2 separate regions of the Sus scrofa genome follow, and region 2 is linked to region 1. The links are chromatin contacts, called in public HiChIP or PLAC-seq maps. All regions are on one chromosome and are shown on one strand. The core of a region is the stretch at or near the end of the contact, and the rest is flanking DNA. Distances in the headings are between cores, read along the strand shown. Region 1 has its middle 600 kb from the start of CBLB. Region 2 holds the start of CBLB (E3 ubiquitin-protein ligase CBL-B).

What was found. HiChIP or PLAC-seq counts read pairs in DNA pulled down with a chosen protein or histone mark.
Region 2: an H3K27ac HiChIP or PLAC-seq map of skeletal muscle shows a contact between it and region 1, with 9 times the contacts expected there. The contact joins the promoter of CBLB here to the enhancer-like site in region 1. A contact is called at or near these places in 3 of 5 promoter capture datasets (fetal liver, fetal skeletal muscle and liver), 5 of 47 Hi-C or Micro-C datasets (adipocytes, embryonic fibroblasts, epiblast stem cells and 1 more) and 2 of 2 datasets of contacts at active chromatin or transcription factors (alveolar macrophages and skeletal muscle).

Annotation. Positions count from the first base shown.
Region 1 is chr13:152,878,659-152,885,478 of Sscrofa11.1, forward strand. No RefSeq gene overlaps it. Among named protein-coding and RNA genes, the nearest start is that of CBLB, 600 kb to the right of the region's middle. Within about 2 kb of position 3,268, at least 9 of the 83 cell types and tissues checked have an H3K27ac peak or open chromatin away from gene starts, as enhancers often do.
Region 2 is chr13:153,476,408-153,483,005 of Sscrofa11.1, forward strand. CBLB (E3 ubiquitin-protein ligase CBL-B) reads left to right here and starts at 4,118. Exons shown (of 19, transcript XM_021070494.1): 1 at 4,118-4,207; 2 at 5,999-6,180. The coding sequence starts at 6,013.

The DNA of each region.
Region 1 (6,820 bases), core at 2,018-4,517:
TTATTTTGACTTGATTCCATACCTAGATTTAGATTTTGCACATGTTCTATACATTAAGTCGTATACATTAAACTGCTTGTTAGGATCATTGTTAGATGATATCATTGGAAGATGAAAGCCCCTTTCTTTGCAGTTTTAAATCAGAATTTAGCAGTGAGAGTTACCAACAAGAGAATATTTGAAGAACACAATAGTAATTAGTATACCAGACAAACCTTTAAGGACATATGGATTCATACCTTAAATTCACTTGTTGCTGAGTCCATAATATGGGACAAAGGAGATATGTAACACTTCTCAGGAAGGGGCAGAAAAATGCTTTGGAAAATGATAGTCATTGAGGTATAGAGAGTCAGCAGAGAGTAGCATCTATAGAATTAAATTATCTTTTATGTCTGCAGTGCAAGGGTCAATGAAAATACAGAGAACTGTGGAAAACGTGTTTGGTAGTTAACTCCTCTTCATATGAGAACTGTCACTTTCTCAGCTTGCTTCCTTCCTGTCTGGAGCTTTGTGGACCTAAGGCTAAGTCTGTGACAGCCGAACATTTTTCAGGGCTTCAGACTGTACTACAAGCTTTTTAGAGGACCAGGTCGCTAAGAGCAAAACTCTGAACTCCAGGAAACCTAACGTCTGGCCCACATGTTTCTGCAGGGCACCCACTAGCTGCATTCACCATGACTAATTTTTGTTCTTTATTATTATTACTACATTTTTTACTTCTCCATTTGGTTTCAGGCACACCTTCACTGCTTTACAATATTATTGTTTAATCTTTATTTTATATAAATTTTGAAAGGGCAAGAGAAATCAATGAGAAAGCAAAGATCGAGTTTAGTTACTAACTGAAGTGGCCCTCTTGGAATCCACACACAGAGTGGTCAGATCATCTGAAACAGTATTTTTCAAAATGTTTGATGAGGGTCCACATAAATAATCCTATGTCACTAACACAAGTATAAGCATATAATTAAAACAAAAATGTTTTATTAGTTTTATCCACCATACACACACACACACACACACACACACACACACAGAGTCATGGGGGGTCTTATGTACCATTGGTGACCATACTTTTTTGGAAGGAAGAAGGCAAGGAAGCCACTCCCTAACCACTCAATACCCTAGTCATCTAACTCTGCTTAGCACTGCTGAAGTCTTAGAGCTGCATGTTTATTTGTCCTTTAACATAATCTTTTACAAGTACTAGAAACTTCTGTCATTTGATTATCTCAGGACATGGAAACTCTAGTAAGGAGACAGTTTTATTGTTGGCTGTTGTAGTAGTGGTTGTTACTGTCTTTAGTTTTTTTTAAAAAAAGCCTGTGTTCACAAGAAGAGGCAGCACTAAAGAATGAACTTGCAAGGTTAAAAAGAAATCCCAGAGTTGTGAAAATTGTCAGAAATTCCAGGAATGATGTCTGAGCACCGTACTTTCCTCTTACATCCTGGAAATCTTTATAGCCTAAGACTTATATCCCAAGACCCGTTTTTCAAACTGTGGGTCAAGAAACAATAATGAGACATATAAATTATTTAGTGGGTTATGATCATATTTTTCTAGGAAATATAGAATAAAATAGAATGCGTTGCACAGCATAAGGTAATTATGGTGAAAATTTTGTTTAATTACACACATACACAGTCACAATGTAACATGTATTATTATTGTAGTAAAAATAGTTAATTTTTTAAATATATTTTAACTGTTATTCCTTTTTTTTTTTTTTTTGTCCTTTTGCATTTTTTAGGGCCACTCCCGTGGCATGTGGAGGTTCCCAGGCTAGGGGTAAAATTGGAGCTGTAGCCACTGGCCTACGCCACAGCCACAGCAACATGGGATCCGAGCCGCGTCTGTGACCTACACCACAGCTCACAGCAACGCCGGATCCTTAACCCACTGAGCAAGGCCAGGGACCAAACCCGCAAACTCATGGTTCCTAGTCATATTTGTTAACCACTGCACCACAACGGGAACTCCTTAACTGTTATTCTTACATGCAGACTTTATTTTGAGTGGTCATATGTTAACTCATTTGATTTTCACACCCAGTCTTATAATTTTCCCCATTTTACACACTGATGCATAGGGAGGTTGAGTTATCCTCCTGACTTTACAAAACTATTCAACCTAAGCAGTTCAGAGCCATCTTAGCTCAGACTGTCAGGACGCATTGCAATAGATTGGGTGGTTTAAACAATGAACATTTATTTTTCACAGTTCCAGAGGCTGGCAGTCCAAGGCCAGGGTGCCACCATGATTGGGACCTTAGTAAACCCTCTTTCTGGTTTACAAAGGGGCATCTTCCTGCATCCTCACATAGTGGTTAGGGAGCTGTCTGGACTCCTCTAATCTCACTCACGAGGGCTTCACCCTCATGACATAATTATCCCACAGTTTGGTGCCCCACCCACATCACCCAGCATGATGGTATTTCATCACACCGGGGTTAATTTTTTGACTTATTAATTTGAGGGGGACACAAACATTCCATCCATTGCAACAGGATATGGTCATAACCTGTAAGCTATCTATATTATTCTCTGAGGATATTGAAAACATTGTCCTAGGGGACCATTGGCATAGGGCAGGAAGGAACATTTCTTTGGAAAAAAACAGTGAGTATACATAATGAATTAAGTGGACAAAATCAAGAAATTCTAGGCATAGGTAAAACGTGTGGAGAAAGAGCTGATAGAAAAGGAAAAAAAATAGTAGGGAGATATTCCAGGGAAATTATAAATGAGGATCACTTGTTTAATTTAGCTATTAGGAGAGGTCAATCCATTCTATGTAGTCATGTTGCATACTCTGTAATTTCCAAAACACCTTCGAATATGACCATCCATGCTTTTATCTGACTTGGAATTTAGCTCCTAGAATTTAAACTTCCCTTTTTCCTTGGAAACATTTTCATAATTGCCTAAATATTGGGCTGGGGAATATTTACAGAAAGTCACTTTACCCTTACCAGTTCATTTTCCTTTTCATCCTTTATTTATGCCATTTAAAACAAGTTCTCTGCAAGTCACATATTTGCTGACCATTATCATCCTCTCTCTGGCCAAACTAAACAACTTTCAGTGTTTTCATATGAGTTTATATGAATCATCCTCCTCCTGACATTTAATCATCCTTATTGTTGTCCATGGTACACAGCACCCCAAGGACCTCTGCTCTCACCGCAGTGCTCCAGGTGTGGTTCAGTCTCTCATCTGCCCTGCTCAGCCCCTCCAGCCTTGGAGGGTATGTACAAGAGAGAGGGGCCAGTGGCCACATGGTAGGAAGGAGGGACATTCATGCTTCCAGTCTTCTTGGGACCTCTGGGAAGATGTATCACCGTCAAAAAGAATCCATTTAGCTGTCTCCCTTGAGACCAAGAATTACCAACTTCTATAATCAGAGTGATTTCAAACAGATGGTTTTGCCTGCAGACTTTCTTGAAAATGCCTTATTTATTTGCCTTGTAGGACAAGACAGATTACTTGCTTCATCTTCTGTAGATTTTTTAAAATTGAATTAATTATCCCAATAGTAAACAGGTCATATTCACATGTATTTAGAGACCAATTTAAAACACACACACACACACACACACACTCACACACACACACACACACAACACACACACACTTCCAGATATAGATAGTGGGTCTGAAGTAATTTCTTGGTATTGCCTTTTCTTAAATATAAGAAAAACTTGCTGAAATTGTTTCTTTTATTAAAAAAAAATCTATTTTCAGTCCCTTCAAGAATGATATAATTGCATTTCATTTTGCTTTTAGAGATAACTATGAAATAAATATCGCCCGACTTGAAAAGTACAGCATTTCTGTTTCCAGAGAATTTATGGGAAAAGCTGAAGCTCTTTGGTTACCAAATATAATGGAAACAGACCACATTTCTTCTTAACAAAAAAGACTTCGGCAGCTGCATTAGCAAAGCGCTGCAGCTGAGGCTGTAGTTTCTAAGGTGTTGCTTATTCTGAACACTAGAGAGCACTGGTGATTTACTCAATTTTTCTTGTTTCCAGGGCTTTTAAAAATTCAGTGTGTTGCCAGCAACTTTTCGACTTTCCATGGGCAGGAATGGAGTGGAAAATAACTGTTCAAAAAGTCTATATTTTGAGGGGGGGGTATTAAAAATGTTCTCTGCAGAATCTACCAGGAGAAAGGGGAAAAGTGGCCAATCTATGTTACATGCCAATTAATGGTCCTTTTCCAGTTGTCCAGAGTTCAAACTTCATGACTTTTAAAATGAATGCCAGAAATGAAGTATAAAATAGAAGATGATTGTTTCCAATCCTATGTTCAATCACACTGTTTTCCTTTTGACTCTTATTTTTGCTATCACATAATGAAATGGTTTTGTATCTGTCAGAAAGACATTCTGGGCAGCAAGCAGTGATTAAACAGAATATGTTCATTTGGACATAATGAGGTGAGACAAAAAAGGATTAAATAAACAGGAGCACTGAGAGTATAAGACACCTTCACAAAGAGAGTTTAAAATAATACAGCAGAAACCCTAGTTATCTGTATGAACCATCCTCCCGATGCTTTGAGGCATAAGGAGAAAATAGAGAGCAGTGGTTAAAAACAACTGAAAAAAAATTTAAAGAGACACCAATATTTGATGTGAAGCACTGAGGGAAGCTACCAATTAAAAGCAGTGACAATAAATCAATTAGATGTGACCAGGATAATCAAAGCAACAACAAGCAGAGGCCACTGTACATACAGCCTGCTTGGTCTGTAATTACCTTCCCATCCCAGGTTGTTTTAAAAAACCCATTTCATATTTCCCTGAAGCTTACAGTTAGAGAATTTAGGAAAGGAAGCCTATTTTCCTTTCAGAATCTCATCTTGTCCAAATATGTCAATTCTTACACAGGCATGGAGGGAGGAGTGGGAGGGAAGGCATTATATGTTCTCAGCATGAACATCCTAGGAAGTACCTCCTAAGAGTGGCCAGCTTAAGACAGCCTCCTAATTTAATGTGACCCCATGAAGCACTGGATCACTGTAGCCCTGAAAGGCTGTTTGATTCCCATTCGTTTTCCTCTATCACTGATGAGAGTAAGGCAACCGCCATGTGATCATTCAAATAAATATACCCTGTATGCTGTGGTGTATGTAACGGTGCGGTTCACTGGGCAAGTCATGTGGACTCACACTAGGAAGAGCATCTGTCCAGGATAATAATGACCAGCTCAGTGCTACCTCTGGAACTCAGGTGTCACCTTCTTACTCACTAATAAAATACTTTCCCCTAATCCCAATAAGCTCATTGACTAAAGACTTCCTTATTTTGTTAACTGGTTTCTGCTTCCCATCTGGATGACTGCATTGTTTGGTGACTTGAGAAGTCCTTGGATGTCAGCTTGAGAAGATAATGGTTGCTTACTGACAATGACCTTTAAACAGTTTTAGCACTCAGAGAATCTCATAGTTTATAGAGAAGGATGAAGCAACTTATTTTACATGATGTTATTAGCAGGAGGATTTATCTTTCTTGCCAAGGCGGTTTATCCTCTGAAGAATAGGTTGATAAAGAATCCAGTATTATTAATATGCACAGAGAATTAAATCTGTAATATATAATTGCTTAGTTTATGGAACAGTTTTCTTTTGGTAGGTTTAAATTTTGAAGGCTGCATGCACATACATATCATTAAAACCTTGAAAACAATGTTATTGAGGATGCAAAGATCAATATAAGTATGGAAGTAGTGAGATAGTTATGTTTTGACTTACAGTGTTTACATTTCTCTTATAAAGAGGCTATACATTTCTATTATAAAATGAAAATCCTCATAACTGTTTTATAAGCCTCTGCATATTCTTGTACATTTTTACGTTTAATCACACAAACACCCCCCCACACACGTTTATGACCAGAGCCAATTTCTGATTTATTTTTCTGGAAAATAAGTTTATAAATTTTGAAACATTTTTGTTTCTAAAATGACTGACTTTAGTTTGTTACAATAAAAAGTGGAATGAGACATATAAATAGACCTCTTTCTTAAAATTCTCCTCTCTTCAAATAACATTAACTATTTTAACTCTATGTGTGTATAATTACACACTATTACATACATATATATGTACAACATCATTTAAAAATTTACAATTTATAATTTAAAGTATTCTAGAAGCTTTTTCAAGATTTCTTCACTATTTTGTTTAAAGGTAAAATTCTTTATTGAGACAACTTTTTTTTTTTTCCTGGTGGTAACTAGTTTAGAAATCGGGGACATTTTGACTTTACTTTGTTTATTCTCAGAGACTTTAGAGGACACATTTAGAACACAATCCCTTGGTGATGGCTGCTTAAACTTCCACATTCTACATACCTCGGGGTCAGAGGGTGGTTCCTATTTGTTGCTCCCAAGGGCTATTTTAAGATCACTACTCTCTTGTAAAAAATGAAACAAAATAAAGAAACGAACTATGTTCTCTCCAAATGTATACTATTGGCACCATCAGTTTTTACCCTTTTACAAGGTCATCAACTAGTATTCTGGCACCTGCCTCACCATGCACCTCTCGCCTACAGGTCCTACCATGAGACCAGGTGACTGAAATTTTCCTTGGGCTCAATTTCTTGAATGTCATGTACCTGTGACTCCTTTTACCCTTCTATTTTGCCCATCTACTCCATTGTGCTTCGGACCTTGCAGCACCCTGAAATAGTTGATTTTCCACCCTGTTTCTGGACTATGACTTTCTCTCTTTCCAGTTTGTCTATCAATGATCCCTACTCCATCTTTCCATCCTTCTTATTCTGAAATTTTCTACTTTTTCTCTAGCC
Region 2 (6,598 bases), core at 2,868-5,367, 600 kb after region 1:
TGGTATAAATCAAAATATGTAAGGACTGTAGATAAATTATTGTGACAAATTCTGCTACATTTTACATTCTTCACAGAAACTCTTGAGGGAAAAGAAAATTACCCATATTTTTCTGCATGTTAGGAAACATGGCAAATGTATTTGTGAAATAAAAAGAATTCAACTAGGGTACAAAGGAATATAGAACTGAGACAAAGTAGTAGGTTTATTCCAAGTTTTGAAGTAGCTATACTTAAGACTTTGGTATAAATCCTTTTTATTACAAAGAACAACTGCCAAATAAATCATTGTCTGGAAAATAATTGACCTGGGAATCAATTGCCTGGGAAAGAAAATCACAAAAGAAGTGATTTTTGAAGAGGTTATTTTTTCCCCAGATATCTAGCTATTTAATCTGATATAAACTTTAGTATGGAAATGTATTAAGGAAGCTGCTTGCTTAATTTTGCCCATTCTGTACCTGCGATATTGTTATTGGTCAGGATTTCTGAGCTCACATTCTATAATGAGAACTGTATATAATTTACAATATTTATTCATAATAATAGCTTTAAAACTTTAATGATATTTGTGTCCAGTAATAGCAAATGGACAGATGCTGTTTTCTTCTAAGATATATATATCTTAATATACATGTATAAAAATAATAAGTATGTATAAAAGATAATAAATATGTATATGTGTATAAAATATATAATATATATACACATGTATAATATATATCCAGAACATATCTATCTCCTATGTATAAATATATTTCACACGTACCTCATATATAAACATATCTCATATATACATGTTCATATATATATAAAACATATGTATTATCTGGTATCTATTATTTCACATTTTTATTAGCTCATAGCATGTGCCATCTCTAGTTTTTGTTTCAAGAACTGTTTTATTAATCATAAGTTTAATTCTTGAACAAGGCCTTTCTTCCCAAATATATATGCATCCCTTTTTCTTTAGAAACAAAACTCAGATTTTTAGCTGGTTATATTGCTTCCTATAACAAAAAGCACATTGCCTTCCAGATATTTTATCAGTTAAGTTTGGCCATGGGACTGAGTTCTGGCCTTGAGTTATTAAAGAGAAATATTTGTGGGACTTCTCTGAAAATTGCTTAAAGGAAATTGATTCAGGCAGAAGTTTATCATACTCTTCTACCTTTCCTCTTTCTTAGTTTTAACCTGAAAATAAGTGGTGATAACTGGAGCACCAATAGCCATCTTGGAACATGAGGTGACCTGAGGGTGAGAAACAAGGTGTTAGGACGAAACAGAGGAAAAAAGAGAAGATTGGGTCCTTGAAAAAAATTGAGGAGCCACCATTCTTCTCTGTAATTTCTACTTTCAGACTTTTTCTACACCTGAGGGAATTAAGATTCTATCTTAAGTCATTGTTATTTGTTGTTGTTGTTTTTTTGTTAAGCAAGGATTCCAAGAGGGCCAAACCAGTACTCAGACTCTGGTTACATCTGATAAACCCATAGATCAGCATCCCTCACTGCCAGCAATTGGTATGTGTTGTTAAATAAAGATGGAAATCTATTACTTTAACAAGGGATGACTTGTTAAACCCAAATATGACTAGGTAATAACCCTCTTATTTATTTCTAATGCGTAAATTTGTATCCACATGCTCCCTGGGAGATAACTGTTTTGCGTTGTGTCATTCTGATTTTGAGTTAGAGGGGCACTGTAAATTTATCTTGTAGGAAAAATAGCATCTTGTTTGAAATTGTGAATAAAGCGGACTCTCCATTGCACTGAAACAGGGACAACCTTATACTTCCTCTTCAATACCTAGTCAATCCATTCATTCACCAAATATTTTTGAATAGCTATTATAAATCAAATAAGTTATGGAAAGTCTTTGTTATTTAATCAACCTATCACTTGTGTCACCTGGGAATTTGGTGAAAGTAGAAAAAAGAAAAGAGGAAAAATTGAACTGAATGGAAAAGAAATCTAAATATTTTCCCAAATATTTGTCTTCTTTTTAAAAAATTTTTTTTCCCTGGAGTTCCCATAGTTGTTCAGTGGTAACAAACCCAACTAGCATCCGTGAGGATACAGGTTTGATCCCTGGCCTCTCTCAGTGGGTTAATGATCCAGTGTTGCCATGAGCTGTGGTGTAGGTGGCAGACACTGCTCTGATCTGGTGTTCAGGCAAATTCTGATTCCTATTTTGGGTTCCGATGGTTATCTCCCAGGGAGCATGTGGATACAAACCTACTACACCAGAACTCAACTTGGACTCAAGATGGCTTTGATACAAAGCTAGTAGAGAATGAAGATATGGTTTCTTGACATTATATATATATATATATATTTATATATATATAATGTGTGTATATACATATATATCTTATATCATAAAACTTATAATTTGTATCAATATATGCTTGATATCACAGCCAGTGTCATTTTCTCATCAAGTCATCTCAGTTGCAAAACTAACATCAAAGGAATGTCACATGCTATAACATGTATTTTGCTTATTCTACTTTTATCTGGATATGAATATGAGTAATGCACTTAGTTATAATGTTCCTTTAAAGCACTCTTTTCCTACGTGCTGAAAAACCTCCTACACATTTATTCTTTTTGGATTTATTTAAAAGGTGACCAGGAGTTCCCGTCATGGCTCAGCAGAAATGAATCTGACTAGTATTTATGAGGACACAGATTTGCAGGCTTTGCTCAGTGGGTTAAGCATCCGGCATTGCATTGGTGTAGGTTGCAGACATGGCTCTGAACCAGCGTTGCTGTGGCTGTGCAGTAGGCCAGTGGCTACTGCTCCAATTTAACCCCTAGCCTGGCAACCTCCATATGCCAAGGGTGCGGCCCTACACAAACAAAAGAATAACAAGAACAACAACAAACAAAAGGTGACCAAATAAATATTTCCTTTTGCCAGTCTCCCTTTAGTAAATTTAGCTACTGTTACATAAGTAAAGAAGATATGCATGGTTGGACAAGATATGGAAAGACCAGTATTTTGTAGATAAACACAACGTGAAAACAAGGAACTACTCTTTAATTACTGGCATAGAAATAATGGCAAAAAAGAAAATTACTTCCAGAACCACATTTTATCATCTGACTAGTTGCAAAGAGCACATTTTGTCTGTTTTCATCAAGTGAAAATCATAACCATCTGAATTTAGGGCTGTAAAGAATGTTTTTAACAACTCAGGATCCTTGACAGTAACTATCCCATTACTAAAATGGTTATTTAGCTAGACAGTGGTTAGAACCCTTGAGAAACATTTTATCAGGTTAACTGGTTAGAGGAAGAATAAAAATATGTATATATTAAAAGACATAAATTATCACATCTGAGAAGCCAAAGGTGTAAAGTGTATTCAACACTACCAACTGTAGTGTAAAGAAAATTCCAAAGCATGACAATTCAAAGCAATTGTTAGTAGTACTTGTGGTAGAACTGAAGTGAAATAGAAATATAAGGCATTCGTTTAATTTATGATCTTGTTGAAAAACGGTCCCAACACAGTAGATTTTTCCTCCTAGGACAAGCCAGATGTGGGACTTCTAAAGACATTGGTATGGAGCCACAGAGAGATTTCAAATGCTGGGAGAGAATGGCAAACACAGAGTAAAGGTGACTCAGACAAAATACAAAAGCTATTTCCTCTTCAGTCATTTATACAGCAACTCGTACTAAATAAAAATGTGCAATATATATGTTAGAAATTCTTATGGTCTGGTGCTTTTACTGCCCTGGCATGATTAGTTGAGACAATTTAGCCAACGTTGTCAACTATTTACTTTTTCATCATCCTGATATTTGATCAGCAATTCCTCCAGAACTAACAGTAAAAGGGAAACAGCCAGAAGTTTTGGTCGGTAATCAGGTGTTAACCCTAGTCTATTTTATGAAAGGTTTATACCTCATCTTAGAAAGCTGACTGTTTCTCTTTTTTGATAGCCAACAAGAAGCAATGCCTTAGGCCTATTTGGTTGCTGTCCTGGGTAGAAGAGTTTGGCAGCCCTAGGGAGATGAATTCTTCAGCCTTGGACACGCCCAGAGTAAAGAAGCAACACCCTCTCAGCCACTACTCTGTTGCTATGAAACAAAAGACTAGGAAGGTGAGCGAAGCAGGAAGTCCCGCCTTTTAGCTGGAGTCGGCTTTGGCTCGGGTTCCCAAGGCTCACGCCCACCCGCCCACTCGTTATTGGTCAGTTCCCTAGTGCCTTGATTCCTTTCTTCCATTTCCTTTCCCTTTTCTACTTTCGCTCTCGGGTGAGTCCGATCCCCCCATTTCCCACTGAATCCCTTTCTGTTTGGGAAGTGCGGCGAACGGGGCCATTCCTCTGGGGCCATTGTGTACTGTGGAAGACGTGGACCGGGTGGTAGTGCGAGGAGGACGGGTGCCTCCCGCCCATTGGCGCCGCCCGCTGTCCGGCAGGGCACGAATGCGCGTGATTGGCCCAACCCCGCGAGGCCCCACCCTGGCCCCGCCCCACCCCTGGCTCTTGCTGTGTGTATCCTACAGGGGTGGGGTGTCCAGCGAGTGGTCTCCTCCTCCAGCCAGGGCTGCTGCGGCGTCCCGCGGCCTCCCCGAGTCGGGCGGGAGGGGAGAGCGGGCGTGGATTGGTCTTGACGGTAATTGTTGCGTTTCTCCGTCTCGGTGGCTTTTGCTCTGAGTCGCTCCTTCCTCCGGAGTGGGCTTTTACGGCGATTACACACTCCTTGCCTGGGCTACCCAGGCGCCCTGTTCTCAGGGCGTGTAGAATCGGACCCGCGCACACGCGTGTCTCTGGGCAGCTACAGCGCCGAGACGCCAGGAGGGAAAGGGGCGCTAGGGAGGCTCGACGCTGCTTTCCGCCCGGGGACCCGGGGGCAGCCAGGCGCGGGCCACGGAGGAAGAAGGGACAGCCCCGGCTTCCAGCTGCTGTCGCCGCCGCCGTCACAGTTTGAAGAGGGGTATTTAAAGCCTGGACCCGAGCAGGGGCAGGGGAGGAGGAAGAGCGAGTTAAGGGAGGCGGGCGGCTGGAATTGCAGACAGCCCCCGGGGCGCGTCTACCTGGGAGCCAAACGCGGAGCGTCGGAGACGCCACTGGGCTGCGGGCGCTGGAGAGGCGAGGGGATACTTTGTCCTTTCTCTGTCCACCTTCCTCCCCCAGCTGTGGTCCGAGAGTGGCAGGGGAGGGGCCTGAGCAGCAAGGAGGCACAGATGTCCCGAAACAAAGCTTTGGACCCCCTACCCCCACCCTACTTGGATGAGACGAGAGGCAAGGAGCGAAAGAAGTGAACTCTCTCCTTTCTGTGCCCGCTCTTGTCAGTTTCTCTCGCTTTTAAAATGGGTTGTTTGTTGGATTATTTGGCTCTTAACTTTGGGGCAGCTCCTCAACCGCGTTGGTTTAAAGAACTGTGTGTTCGTGTGTCCATGTTCATGCGTCTGTACTGGTGGTTTTAGCGGGGAAAATCCAAGTCCTAAGCCTTTGTTGACAACAGACGTGCCCCTTAGGCTCCTGTAGAATAATCTTTATGTTTATATAATTTGGTGAGATCTAACAGAGTGAAAGTGCGGTTTTGGAGTGAGGCTCCCCAAATCTTTTCTAAGGGCTTGAGTTCTAGTCTTTTTAATTGGGATTAAGGCAGGGAGGATGAAAACATCGTGCTCTTACCTAGTTGGCAGAAATCTCTATAAGTTTTTTGTTATGAGTTGGGTATTAATCAAGCCTTCACTACTTGCAGTGTGAGAAGGGTGCATCTTTAACCCTTAGTGTTCCAAAAACAAATCTAAGGTCATTGCTCCTAAATCTCTTTGTGGTATGTAAAGATTGAGAGTACAGATTCAAATACTACTGAAAAGTTGAATCTGGGACCCTGGATTTTGTTCTCATTGATGGTGGAAGATTTAATGGGTACACATGAAGCTGTTTTTTTTTGTTTTTTTTGTTTTTTTTAAAGTATTTTCATAACCAACTAACTTTTTTTTTTTTTTTTAATTTCCCTTTCCAAGAACTAAGATTCCAGATGGCAAATTCTATGAATGGCAGAAACCCTGGTGGTCGAGGAGGAAACCCCCGAAAAGGACGAATTTTGGGTATTATTGATGCTATTCAGGATGCTGTTGGACCCCCTAAGCAAGCAGCAGCAGATCGCAGGACAGTGGAGAAAACTTGGAAACTCATGGACAAAGTGGTAAGTTCTGACTGTGCCTGTACAGAGCTCAGTTCACCCTGGATATGGTTTCTCCAGTTTTACTTATACTGTTAATTTATAATAATTACTGTTATGTCTTTTGATTTGGAGTGACCACTTATATGTGCTCTGAGTGTTTTGAAAAGTTGGATTCAGGGCAAAGATTTGTTTTCTTACCTTTTGTCCCACTCTTCAGGGTTCAAAGGTCCTCTATATAACTCAGATATGCAAAGTTTTTTACTGTTGGCTGCTCTTTGTTAATGCATGGCATAGAATAGTTTGTAAGTGTTTGTTCCATCTTACGTAAGGTTGTGTTGCTCTTAGATAACAAAGGACTCCAAAAAAGACTGCAAACGAGTAATTTCAGAAATGTCTCAGCTGGACCACTCATGACAACCACAGCGTGTGATGCTGAGAA